Linked DNA regions of Urocitellus parryii: region 1 is linked to region 2. The links are chromatin contacts, called in public Hi-C maps. All regions are on one chromosome and are shown on one strand. Each heading gives the region's core, a stretch centred on a gene start, on an enhancer-like site or on the middle of the called end of the contact. The rest is flanking DNA. Distances are from core to core; before and after follow the strand shown. Region 1 holds the start of Ppp4r3b (protein phosphatase 4 regulatory subunit 3B). Region 2 holds the start of LOC113190553 (prolyl-tRNA synthetase associated domain-containing protein 1).

The links. Hi-C and Micro-C count contacts between places; a contact is called where the count stands out from the background.
Region 1: a Hi-C map of muscle shows a contact between it and region 2, with 2.0 times the contacts expected there. The contact joins the promoter of Ppp4r3b here to the promoter of LOC113190553 in region 2. A contact is called at or near these places in 2 of 2 Hi-C or Micro-C datasets (liver and muscle).

What each region holds. Positions count from the first base shown.
Region 1 is chr12:76,333,114-76,339,340 of mUroPar1.hap1, forward strand. It overlaps Ppp4r3b (protein phosphatase 4 regulatory subunit 3B), which reads right to left and starts at 4,216. Exons shown (of 15, transcript XM_026399921.2): 1 at 3,665-4,216; 2 at 2,091-2,146. The coding sequence starts at 3,806.
Region 2 is chr12:76,027,640-76,034,233 of mUroPar1.hap1, forward strand. LOC113190553 (prolyl-tRNA synthetase associated domain-containing protein 1) reads left to right here and starts at 5,246. Exons shown (of 2, transcript XM_026399911.2): 1 at 5,246-5,658. The coding sequence starts at 5,575.

The DNA.
Region 1 (6,227 bases), core at 2,966-5,465, 300 kb after region 2:
CAAACAAAGCAAAACAAAATAAAAACTAGCATTGAGAGGTGGTGTGCTCCTGTAACCCTAGCAATGCAGGAGGCTGAGGCAGGAAGATCGTAAGTTTGAGGCCAGCCTCAGCAACCTAGTGAGACCCTGTCTCAAAATAAAAAATAAAAAGGGCTAAGGATGTGGCACAGTGGTTTAGCACCTCAAAGTTCAATCCACAGTACCAAAAAATTGTGGGGAGGGGAAAAGGGTTTGAGATATACAGCTCAGTGGTAACATGTGTGAAGATCTGTGGAAAAAAAATGCTCAAGATATGGTAAACATGTTCATGTATTCATGAGAAATGTTTGATTTGATTTGTCACCAAAAAAAGATATATGACATTTTCTAAGTAGAGGAAAAAGCTATTAATTGAATACTAAGAATTTTAAAATATTTTGAAGAACTAATTATATATGAAAGTTTTTAACAGTAAAACTTTTCATTAGTTGTGCAACAGACATAATTTTAATCCCTTCACTGTTAAGTATTTGTTTCTGGGAATCCACATTTTCAGATATCTTGAAGAAAGTACTTGATGCTGTAAATGTAATTCTAAAATAATTTCTCTTTTCCTTAAAAAAAAAAATATCTGCCATAATAATTGTATATATTATTCATGCAAAATGAAAATAATCTAAATGTTTGGTGGGTGTATATCACATATTAGAATTCAATAGTGTGGGCTGGGGTTGTGGCTCAGTGTGGTACAGTGCTTGCCTGGCCATGTATGAGGCATTAGGTTTGATTCTCAGCACCACATATAAATAAATAAAATAAAGGTCTACCAACAACGAAACAACAAACAAACAAACAAACAAACAAAAGAACACAATAGTGTCTTAAAAAAAAAAACCCAAATATATCCACATTACTAACACATAGAAATCTTCAAAATAAATGAGTGGAAAAAAAAATGCAAGTTGCAGAGTACATGTAAGAATATATGACAATTGTGTAAAGTTAAAAAAAAACATAGAAGACTACATACTATCTTTGGATATGTATATATATAGAAAAGGTATAAAATCATCTACAAAAAAGAATATACATCAACTTTAGAATAGGGTTATCTACAGGGAAGTAGAGAATGGATAGAATGGGATGGACACAAAGTGGGCTTTAACTCTACTCATAATGTTGAACATTATAAAAAGATTTGAAACAGATATGGCCTATCTTTTTTAAACTGGGAACTGAACCCAGGGGCACTTTTCCACTAAGATACAATCTCAGCCCCCAACCCTCCTTTTTAAAATTCTCTACTTCACATAGGGCCTCATTAAATTGATGAGGCTGGCAACTTTCCTGGCCTCAGCCTTCTAAGTTGCTGGGATTACAGAGTATGTCCCATCATGCCTGGCAAATATGGCATAATGTTAACATTATTAAATCTAGTGGTGTTACAGATATCCATTACAATATTCTCTTTACTTTCCAATTATGATACATTTCTCATAATAAAAATTAAACACATTCACACAAAAAACTTTAATCACTGCTACCATTTTCAGATTAAATAATTAGGCACCTTAAAACACAGCACAAGTTTTCTTTCCCAAAATAAGACAATAAATGTACATGGGAAATCTATAAAACTGGCAATGTACATGTCCATACAGTACCCACTGATTATTAAAAATATACAACAATCAGAGATCAGTACTTACATGCTTCTACTTCAAAAACTTTTACCTGAGTTAAAAAATTTAATTCCCACTAGAAACAGACTTCCCTTCAAATTTTCTTTTAAGCTATTTCCTTCAATCAAAGGTGATTCTGAATAAAAGGTTTAGTGTACCAGGTATAAGAGAGATCCAGCTTACTGCAGTTAAGTCTAATGAATACATTGTATACTAATATAAACAGTGGCTCAATTTAATAATTAAATTATTGACAGTACAAAAACCTCCAATTTTCAGTATGAACCTGTCAACATGGAAGGGAATCACACATGGTCTCTTTGTTTACAGAACATTTTTTCCTTGTCAGGAAAGCATTCCCATCTTTGTCAGATTAATATTTCCTTGGTGACAGATGAAGTCTTTCAAATTAAAAAAACAACTACTTGCCTGTTGTTTCTGATATGCAGTGTTTGGATTTATCTTTGATTCTAAGAGTAGTGATCCTGAAAGATAAAAAATAAGTCTCAAATTATAAAACTGTGAATAAAAAACTAACACATTAAGACATTAATAACAACAAGCAGGACACTGTGGTGCAGGCAGGTAACTCCAGCGGCTAGGGAGGCTGAGACTGGAGGATCTCAAGCCAGCCTCAACAAAAGCAAGGTGCTAAGCAACTCATTGAAACCCTGTCTCTAAATAAAATACAAAATAGGGCTGGGGATGTGGCTCAGTGGTTTAGTGCCCCTGAGTACAATCCCCCCCCCCAAAGAAATTAACTAAACAAATAAAAAAAAATTAACAACAACAACAAAATCTTTTCAGGGCAGAGGTTGCAGGCAAGTGGTACAGCACTTGCCTAATATGAGCAAGGCCCTGTGTTTAATCCCTAGTACTACATAAAACACAAAAATCCCAAAGTGATCATGTCTTTCCACTCTGCTGAACACCTTAAGTAATTTCTCTCCAAATATATGCTTCGTTATTTAATTTACACTATTTCATTGTATCCCCACCTACTCCTAAAGGAAAAAAAAAATCCATCTAAAACTAACACCCAGACCAAGAAGATGAGGAGATGGGATGATTATTTAAGTTTCAATGAAATGAAAATTTTAAGGTCAAAATGACCATTTGAAATCAAACTTTTAATAAAAAGTTGCTTTTACTGTATTTCCAGTTTAGCAAGACAAATTATGAGGGACCACGACCAAGATCTGTAAGTATTCAGTATACAAATTAGTGTTGCATTTATCCTTTTCCTAACCCTAAGAACAAAAGAATGCCTTGCAATACAGAAATAAATGCCCTTGACTGTTTAGCTATATATTTTATAATTTAAAAATACTTCACATGACTCGTATCATCAATCAACGAAATCGAGGAGTTTACAATCTGCTTTGGTGTCCTTGCTGAGATTGTGATGTATCCACTTTTTCATAGCACCCTCTACAAAAGCAGCCCGGAGGAATCCCAGACTAAAGATGTATGTGTTTGTGCATGCACATGTATCGTGGCAACGAATCTGCAATAACCCCAGGAAAAGGAGCCTTCTGGTTTTCCCCCCGCACCTGTCGACTGTAGCAACGAAACCGGTTGCTTAAATTCAGTGTTAAAAAAATAAAAAGAAAAAGTAAAAGGTACTCATAAAAGTTTCGCTAAATCTTTTGCACAAGACACATAATGGATAAGAATATAACTGATGGAGGTGTCAGCTCCCCAGGGTAGGCAGATCACTATCGCTTCTCTCAGTACTTCCTCCCACTCTCTAAAACCTCTTTTCAAAGGAGGAACTGGAGAGGAAGGGGTCAAATCCTTAATAGGGATAGGAGGCGGGGGAACGGAGAATCTGCATCTGACCGAGGGTAAATCCAGGCAAAGTAGTTTGTTTTTACCATATGAGCAGGCTCGACACCAATCGCTGTCCCAAGAGATGATAATAGGAGTAACCGGGCTTAGGGCCTAAACCTCGGGCTGCACCCCAACGGAAGAGACTTATTCTATGGTCCCAATAACCTTACCGTCGGACTCTGCCCGAACCAGCAGCGACATCCCCTTGAGTTCCTCCACATAAGTGGAGGAGACGTGCCCGGTGCCTCGGTCGTCCCATTGCCGGTCTTCGTTCAGGGTATAAACCTTCACTCGTCGCCGTGTATCCGACATGGTGGCTGCTGTCCCCACTGCTCCGCCCGCCGCCTCCTCGCTCACCTCTTCCGCGACCCTCACTCTTGAGAGACAGTAGTGGCGGCGGCGCCGGCGGCGGCGGCGGTGGTGGTGGTGGTGGCAGCGGCGGCGGCGGCGGCTCTGGAGAGGCCCCAGTTCACCATGGCTCCAGAGGTTCAGCCGCGAAAAGGGTTGACAAGAGCCACTGAGACCCCTCCACTCGGAGTCCCCGTTATCTCTTACTTCAGCCCCGCACACCTCCACCCTCCCGTCCCTTTGCCCCCCAGAGCTCGCTCGCTCTCCCGCCGCCGCCGCCGCCGCGGTAACTACTACAGATCCGCCATCTTGTAACCCGATTCTCTCTGCCTTTCTCTTCCTCCTACAGCAGGCTCGTACGGGCTGTCCTAGCAGGGGCTACGGCGGCCGACGAGTGCAAGGCAAGGACTCCTCCGCACACGCTTCCCGGGCCCGAACGCTCGGCGCTATCGCGAGGAGGGGTGTGCCTGGGGTGGGAGGGGCTGTGTAGGCCTTCCTCCACTTCCGGCCCCTCCTCTTGCGCGAGATCTCGGTTGGACGGGAGGTTCCCGCGAACTCCCCGACTCCTCCGGCGCTGAGATTTGTTTGTGTGGCGCGTGATAGCCAGGTGTGGCTCGGGATTGGTAGGGCTGGTACTGGCACGCGAGCTCACAGACCCAGTTTTGAGGAAAAGTGAAGCCAGCTTGAGAAGTACATGTCCTTGAACAGGACTAACCCGAAGCAAAAAAGAAAGAGACGTGTTTGCAATCCTTAGTGGAAATTCGCCGTCAGCCAGAGACAAAATTCAAACTTTTTTTCCTGTGAAGACGAAGGAACGTGGAGCGCTTTCAGCCTACCTAAAACTCATTATATAATAATTTATTACAGTTGATCCTCGGTCCAGGAAATGTTATATGGATACCAGTTCTTTAGGAGATTTTTATGTCCTACACTAGTGTTGACAGTTTCCTATTTCCCGCCAATGCCTTTTACCATTAGTCTCGTAGTAGTTGGCCATTTGAAAAGCAACGTTTCCGCTTCATGAAAATACAGTAGGTTATGTTACCTCGAAAAATAAATCTGTAGATAAGGGGAGTGGCGGGGAGCTACCTTCTTAACCCATCAGAGAATACTGGATACCTTCCAGTCTCTCCTGCGGGCATTTCCTGAGTTTTCTGTCTTGCGCACTGAATAAGCGAAGAAGGAATTCTCTTGGCATTCATATTGTCATACATTGTGTAGTGGATACAGGTGACTCACTGGGTCTTAGTACATGTCGCTTATTTAAGTCCCTTAATTTGTTATCTAACACGGTCTTTAGAACCCTTTATCCCGAATGATGAAAACCGAGGTGCAGACCTTGACCCTGTAGTGCATTTTGGGAGTTCTAGTCATCATTTATCAATGGTCTTGTCAAAACGTGCTCATGTTTTGACCAGATTACTTATTACTTATATGTGAGTACACTAAAAAGTGAGACAGTGCCTTAAACAGAAAAGACGCCTGGAAAAAATTAAATTCTAATTTGAAAATCTGGATTCAGCTGGACGTTGTGGCACATGCCAATTATCCCAGTGACTAAGGAAGGTTAAAATAGGAGGATCCACGTTCCAGGCCAACTTTAGCAATTAGGCGAACTTAGTAGGTCTCTGTCTCAAAAAAGTAAAAATAGGAGTGGACTGGGGATGTAGCTTAGCTGTAAAGAGCCCCTGATTTCAATCCCCAGAACAAACACAAAAATCCGGATTTCTTTTCTTTATAAAGAACTTCAGAATATGAACTTTGTTATACATAACAATAAATGCTCAATAATTGCTGTGATTGATGTGCACAAAATGTATTTTAAACCCCAAAATAATTGTCTTGGGTGAAAGATTTAGAGACAACTTTTGAGCCCACTGTTAGAGGACACCTCAGCCTTAAATCCTTTCTACACTCCTTGAATATAGTCTTAGGAGGACATATCTTGGGAAGAGGATTTAGCAGACCCTGGAAATAGGCTACAAAGTGGAGAGTGAGTTTTAGGTAGACATGTCCCCTTGATTCCATGGACTTCTTGTCCCTGGGGAAATGCAGGGAAAGAGGCCCCTAGATTAATCCCTAGTATAATAAATAAAAAAAAACAAACAAATAAATAAATACAACTTTTCCCATCCAAGGTTGTTTATATTTGTAGGTGCAGAACCCCTGACTACAGAGGACCAACCATAATCCCTTTCTGGTATCTGCTTCTCTGAGGACCAGAGCTTACATAGGTGGTACACTGAGTGGTGCAAACAAAACAAAACAAAACAAAACAAAACAAAAAAAACAGTAAGATGAGATTTGGAGAGTAGCGGAATGGCTTTACTCAGAACCACCCTGGTGATAAAGACTTTACCAGTAGTGATTATAGGAAAACATATC
Region 2 (6,594 bases), core at 3,996-6,495:
AGTGGACCTTTATGTATTTATATATGGTTCTGAGAATTGAACCCAGTCCTCACACATGCTAGGCAAGAGATTCCCTCTTCAGAGAGAATATTTACAGAAATAGAATCATGGTAACATAATCTGTTTTGTTGTTGTTCTGTTTTGGAGCAAATTTTGCTCAAAATATTGGTGAGTGATGACACCAGCAGAAGTTCTTAATTCCCATGTTAAGCTATCAGGAAATAGTTCCTTTTAAAAATTTTAATTGGGCTGGGGATGTGGCTCAAGCGGTAGCGTGCTCGCCTGGCATGCATGCAGCCCAGGTTCAATCCTCAGCACCACATACAAACAAAAGATGTTGTGTCCGATGATAACTAAATAAATATTGGGCTGGGGATGTGGCTCAAGCGGTAGTGCGCTCGCCTGGCATGCCTGCGGCCCGGATTCGATCCTCAGCACCACATACAAACAAAGATGTTGTGTCTGCCTAAAAATAAATAAATAAATAAAAATTCTCTCTCTCTCTCTTAAAAAAAAATATTTAAAAAAAATTTAAAAAAAAAATTTTAATTGATGAACCAGCTGTGAAACAGGAAATCAGTCATTTTATTAGGATTTCTTTCCAGGAGATATTTTAAATTATGGCACATGAAACAGTTCTGTTCAGATCAAACTTCCTTTATTAAAAGGCTACGTGAGCCCCCAAATCTAACTGCTTCTTAGAGTTTGACTTCTTTTTTGTGAACTTTTATTCAGGTAAATGTTAATAAAAATGGTGTTTTTTCTTCTGATAATGTCTTTTGTTAGTTTAACTCAAACATCTCTGTGAATAAACCTAAGAGGGTAAGGAAAAGGTTTTCATCCCCAAAGCCTTTCTCTCCTGGAAAGTAATATAATTCTGAGGGGTACCTACTAGATAGGCTCCTGTCCTCAAGAACATTATAGTTCTTATGGTAGGATTAAATGTTTAAATGTTAAAGATGAGAAGATAATGTTAATTATGCGATTCATTGACTTGAGTAGGAAAGACCATTCTAATCATAATTTTAAAACTAGAAGCTACTGGGGAAAAAAATACTATTGGATAAGACTAGTGGTCTCTAAACTTAAGTATGAGAGTCACCCAACAGGTTTGTTCTCTTGCCATAGAACTTGCCCCCATACACAGCACAACTGCAAGTACATATCATTATAGGGGATGCTTCATTTGCTATGATCATCAACAGTGTGTAGTTCAGCTCACTGACTACTTTGTCCTGCATTATTATCAAATTAGACAGTGTCTGTTTCTGGCTCTGCAGCCACTGACATCCACACATGCAGCTGTCCACAGCTGGAACCATCATTGTAACAAGCACTGGATGGTATAAGTGCTTTACCTCTTGTTTCTGGTACACCTTCACAGGTAACAGGCTCTAGCACCTCCTAAGGTCTCTCGTCCCTTCTAGCTACTGGCATATCTGGGCTCTTTTGGTCCCTGTTAGCTCCTAGCACACTGGGTTCTCTCTTGGCCCCTGCTGGTTTCTAGCAATCTAAGTCACAAGGTTGTGCAGTATCAATAACATGTAGCATATGGATTGTCTTGCCCCTGTTGACTCCCAGCACCCCTAAATCTCACAGGCATGACCACAAAGCAGCCAGAGACTCTCCCAATCTCTGTCTAAATTGTTTTCCAAAGTCTACCATCCACTTGTTGTTCACAAGAGCCCTTGGCTGCTGCTGCTTGGTTTTCTGCATTACCACTGTTTGCCACTGGCCAGGCTTGCAGGTATTAATCTTCCTCCTCTTTGAACTCCATCAACAATATGGGGGAAACCAAGAGGTATTTTCAAGGTTCATAAATCCTCCTCTAACTGTACTTTGGCTTCAGAGGCCTCTTTCTTATCTTGCAACTTCCTCATCTTGGCAGTCTGCATCAGTTTTTTCTCTCAAAAAAAGTTATTTCTTCATCCCACATCCCCACTGGCCATGTATGTGGCTCCTCAGGTTTCTTTTTTGGTTAAGCTGACTAGCTATAAATTAGGTGTGGGCACATTGTGTAGATCTTCGAACTTTGTGACATGTAAATTATTATGTTTTTGTTCTAGTTGATCTGGTACAAGCATACACTGAAGAATTGTTCATCTAACCAGACAAGCATGTCTGGTTATGCTCATATATCTGGGCCTCCATCTAGTAAGGATCTCTTTTTCTTTCTCTCCAAGAGCCCACCTATCTTTTTTAAATGCTTGCTGCAATCCATGTCTGTTATGGTTTAGATATGATGTCCCCCAAAAGCTCATGTGTGAGACAATGAAAGAAGATTCAGAGGAGAAATGATTGTGTTCTAAGAGTCTTAACCCAATCAGTGAGTTAATTCAGTTCACTGTAGATAATTTTTAATGTAACCTATTTCCTATTATTGCTGTTTCCAATGTATTTGCTCTGAAGACAAAGGACTATACTTAGGATAGCATTTAATGTAGTGATCACATATATGGTTAACAAATAAATATTAGATTAAACCTGAGTTATGATAGTAGTTTTTTGTTTGTTGATCAGTGACATAGTTCTTTCACCATAGATTATTTACCTCTGTTTTTTAACAAAAGTCTTGGGTTGTAAAATCTTGGTTGTAGTATACTTGGTTGTTCAATCACAGGTACTTAAAATTAAAGAAGCCATTAAAGCTGAGGCATGGTGGTGCACACCTATAATCCTAGCAATTAAGGAAGTTTTGGCAGAAGGAGCACAAGTTTGAGGCCAGTCTGGACAATTTACCAAAACCCTGTCTCAAAATAAAAAATAATAAATGGGCTGGGAAGTAGCTTGGTGGTAAAGCACCCCTTGGTTTAATCCTCAGTACCTAAAACAAAACAAAAACAAATCATTAGTGTACACCAGGGTGTGTGTGTGTTAGTTACCAGGGATTGAACCCAGGGAGAGTTTACTACTGAGTCACATTCCCAGTCTCTTTTTAAACTTTTGAGAGAGGGCTGGCCCCAAACTTGAAATTCTCTGGTATCAGTCTCCCATGCAGCTAGGATTACAGGCATGCAGTGATCACACATATGTTTAATAAATAAAATGGCTGTCTGCCATTTCTTGGAATGGGTGATCTTTACTATTCAAATTTCATTTTTAGCAAAACCTACTGAAAAAGTGAGCACATCACACCTAATATGCTAAAGCAAATCTTAAATACAGTTTAATGAATTAAATATTCTTTTATATACATATGTGTGTATATATATATATATATATGTCAGCTAAATATATATATATTTAGTTGTAGATAGACACAACACCTTTATTTTATTTTTTATGTGGTGCTGAGGATCAAACCCAGTGCCTTGCACATGCTAGGCAAACGCTTTACCACTGAGCCCCAGCCCCAGCCCCATAATTAAATATTCTTTTTTTAAAAAAACTTTTTTAGATGTAAATGGACACTGTATCTTTATTTTTATGTGGTACTGAGGATTGAACCCAGTGCCTCATACGTGCAAGGCAGGCACTCTACCACTGAGCTATAGCCCCAGCCCCCTATAATTAAATATTCTTAAGAAAACAAAACAGAAAATAGTCTGAATATTCTATTGCTGGAGTTTAAACTCCTAAGTTTAGAAACTTAGGTCAAAAAAAGCTTAAAAAGAGTGACATTTGGTTACTTCTGTAGATGGAAACTGGAATAAAAGAAACACGATTTGGAGGATATATGACAAATGAAAGACAGATAACTTAATTATTTATCAGTATCAAACCCATTAATATTCATTCAGTGGATAAATGAGCCAAGATAGGAACAAAGCTAGTTCACAAATGGGAAAATAAAATAATAAACATGGAAACAGATGTGATCAGGTGCATTCAGGCTGTGTAGGACCACAGACTAAACATGGAAACATATCCAGGTCCTGGGTAATCAGAAAAAAAATGCTTATTTAAAAAAAGAAAAAGAAAATTAAATTACAGCCAGGCTTGGTGCACAGCCTGTAATCCCAGCAATTCATGAGGTAAGGCAGGAGGATTACAAATTCAAGGCCAGCCTCATCAATTTAGTGACATCTTGTCTCAAATCAAAGTAAAAATAGTGGGGAATGTAGTTCAGTGGTGGAACACCTTGGTCTCAATCCCAAGTACTGTTATAAATAAATAAATAAATAAATAAATAAGCAAGTAAATAAAATTAAATTAAATTTTAATTTGGAAATTATATATACATATATGTAATAATCAGAAAAATGCATATTAAAAAATAAATGGTCCCTTTTGTCTGTCAAATTTTAAAATTATATATCTGTCAAAATGTAGAAAAATGGGTTAATTCATACATTGTTAATATATTATAAATAAGAATAATTATTTTGGAAAGCGATTTAGAATATTAGAATTCGTTAACACAGGATGTCCACCAATGCAGAAATGATAAAGAAAATTATTATCCTGGTTTGGGGATGTAGCTTACGGGAAAAGGACTGGTGTAGCATTGATGATGCCTAGAGCTCCACCCCAGCACCTCAAAAATAACAAAAACCAATAAAAACTCTTAACAAAACTATGATTTAACTACATATCTATAAAAAAAGGAAAACAGTGTAGAAACAGGAAAATGCTTGTAACTGATAAAAGCAGGATACAAAACTGTGTATATGAAGGTTTCAATTATCTGAAAAACTTTCGTTTATACAAAACAACAAGAATAAAAGAAACAAGCACAAGACTGGAAAGACAGACCTAAGTAGCAATAGCATTATAGGAACACTGGAGTTTGAGTGATCTTTTCTCTTGTTTTCCAAATGCCCTGTAACGGTGTAATGCGGTAAATTGATTTTGTTGTTGATCTGAATTTACTGAGGCCATGGGAAATGACCTGCTGTTTCTATAATCAGAAACAACTGCGTGGGGGTGGGGGATGTAGCTCAGTGGTAGGCACAGCACACGAGGTCCTCCAAGGTTTAACCCCCAGCGCCTAGAAGGGGAAGGGGTAAGCAAATAAGCAAACATGGACCTTAAAAAAACAAACAAAAAAAACACAACTTAAAAGTCTAGGAGGCAGATAAAGCTGAGAAAATTGTGTTACCTAAAGTCAGTTCTGGGTGAAATTGTCAATTCAACCCTGATTTCTTTTTCTTTTGCAACTTCTTCCAAGGATCCTGGTAAAGTCTCATTTTGCAAGTGATAAGTTACCCGAACTCATCCACACAAACATTGAACGTTCCAGGTTCCGTATGAGATTTGAGCCTTAATCTAAATCTCTAAGTGAAACTCTAAAGTGGAATTTCATGCCTCACTCAAGTGGTGAATGCGTATTTGCCAGTATAGCTGAAAACATTGCACCAAGATGTGATCAAACAACCAAGCAAAAGGTGAGTCCCGGTTAGCGCTGCAATGGAAACCGATTCTATTTAAACGAAAAACGTGCGGACCCAGGAAACTTGCGGCCGGGTCACGCAGTCTGACTAGGCCCCCGCAGGCATTAGCGCGTGGAGACGCAGGCCCGCGTAGAGTGGCAAGGCGGCGCGGCTCCGCCTCCGGAAGGTGCGCACACTGGGCTTCCGGCTCCGCTGTCAACCCTCCGGCACTTCCGCCTCCGGCTGTCGGCGTGGCGGTGGAATGGCTGGCTCTGAGTTGCGTGCAGCGCTGGAGCAGCGACTCGATGCCCTTGCCATCCGCACGGAGGTTGTGGAACACCCCGAGGTGAGGCTTCCGCGTTAGGCGTGACTGCAGGGACAGCCCTGGCCAGAGGAGGTGCTCACTCACTGCAGGTCCATCCGCCAAGGCCGTGGAGATAGGTTTTCCAGGGATGATGTACAGCAGAGTGCTTTCGATTAGTGACTGTGAGGTTGTCCTGAAACTTGTTTTCTTCCTGGAGTGACTTGATCACATACTATGTTGAGAACTAGTTCAAAATATGGAAAACTTGTGCATCTAACCGGTCTGGTTGTGGTCAGTTTGTCCACTTTGTGTATATAAAGTGATACAAAGCACCAGACCGCCTATTTAGTGGCCCCTACATACAGCCGGAGGAGAGGGGTTGATATTTTGCTGTCATGGATCAGTTTATCACAAAGGTTACTCTTTACACTTTACCAGCATGGCAAAAATCACCATTCCCTCCAAAAAAAAAAAATGGTTGCGAATATGCACATTTTAACATTTTTAGGACATATTTTTAGATGTTGATGAACCTTTTACTCATTTATATGTGGTGCTGAGAATCGAACCCAGTGCCTCCCAGGTGGAAGACAAGAACTATACCACTGAACCACAACCCCCACCCCTTAACATGGTTTAATGTACTAATGTGAATATTTGTACGTTTCCTGAAACTAGTGTAACTTGAGTGGTGCGGGGCATAAAGCTTACCCAAAAGTGACAATCGATGATGGCTAAAATGGCGATCTCCAAAGACCAGAATACAAAATTAGTATTCCTTACCTTTACAAATCCAACATCAAGACTCTTTTTCTGACCTTCCTCTCTTCCATATGGTCTCTGACATCGCCGCCCCCGACCTTTTGGTACTGAGGGGTGCTTAACCACGGAGCCACATTCCAACCCCCACCCCCGCTTTTTGAGATAGGGCCTTGCTAAGTTGCTGAGGCTGGGTTTGAACTTGCAAACCTCCTGCCT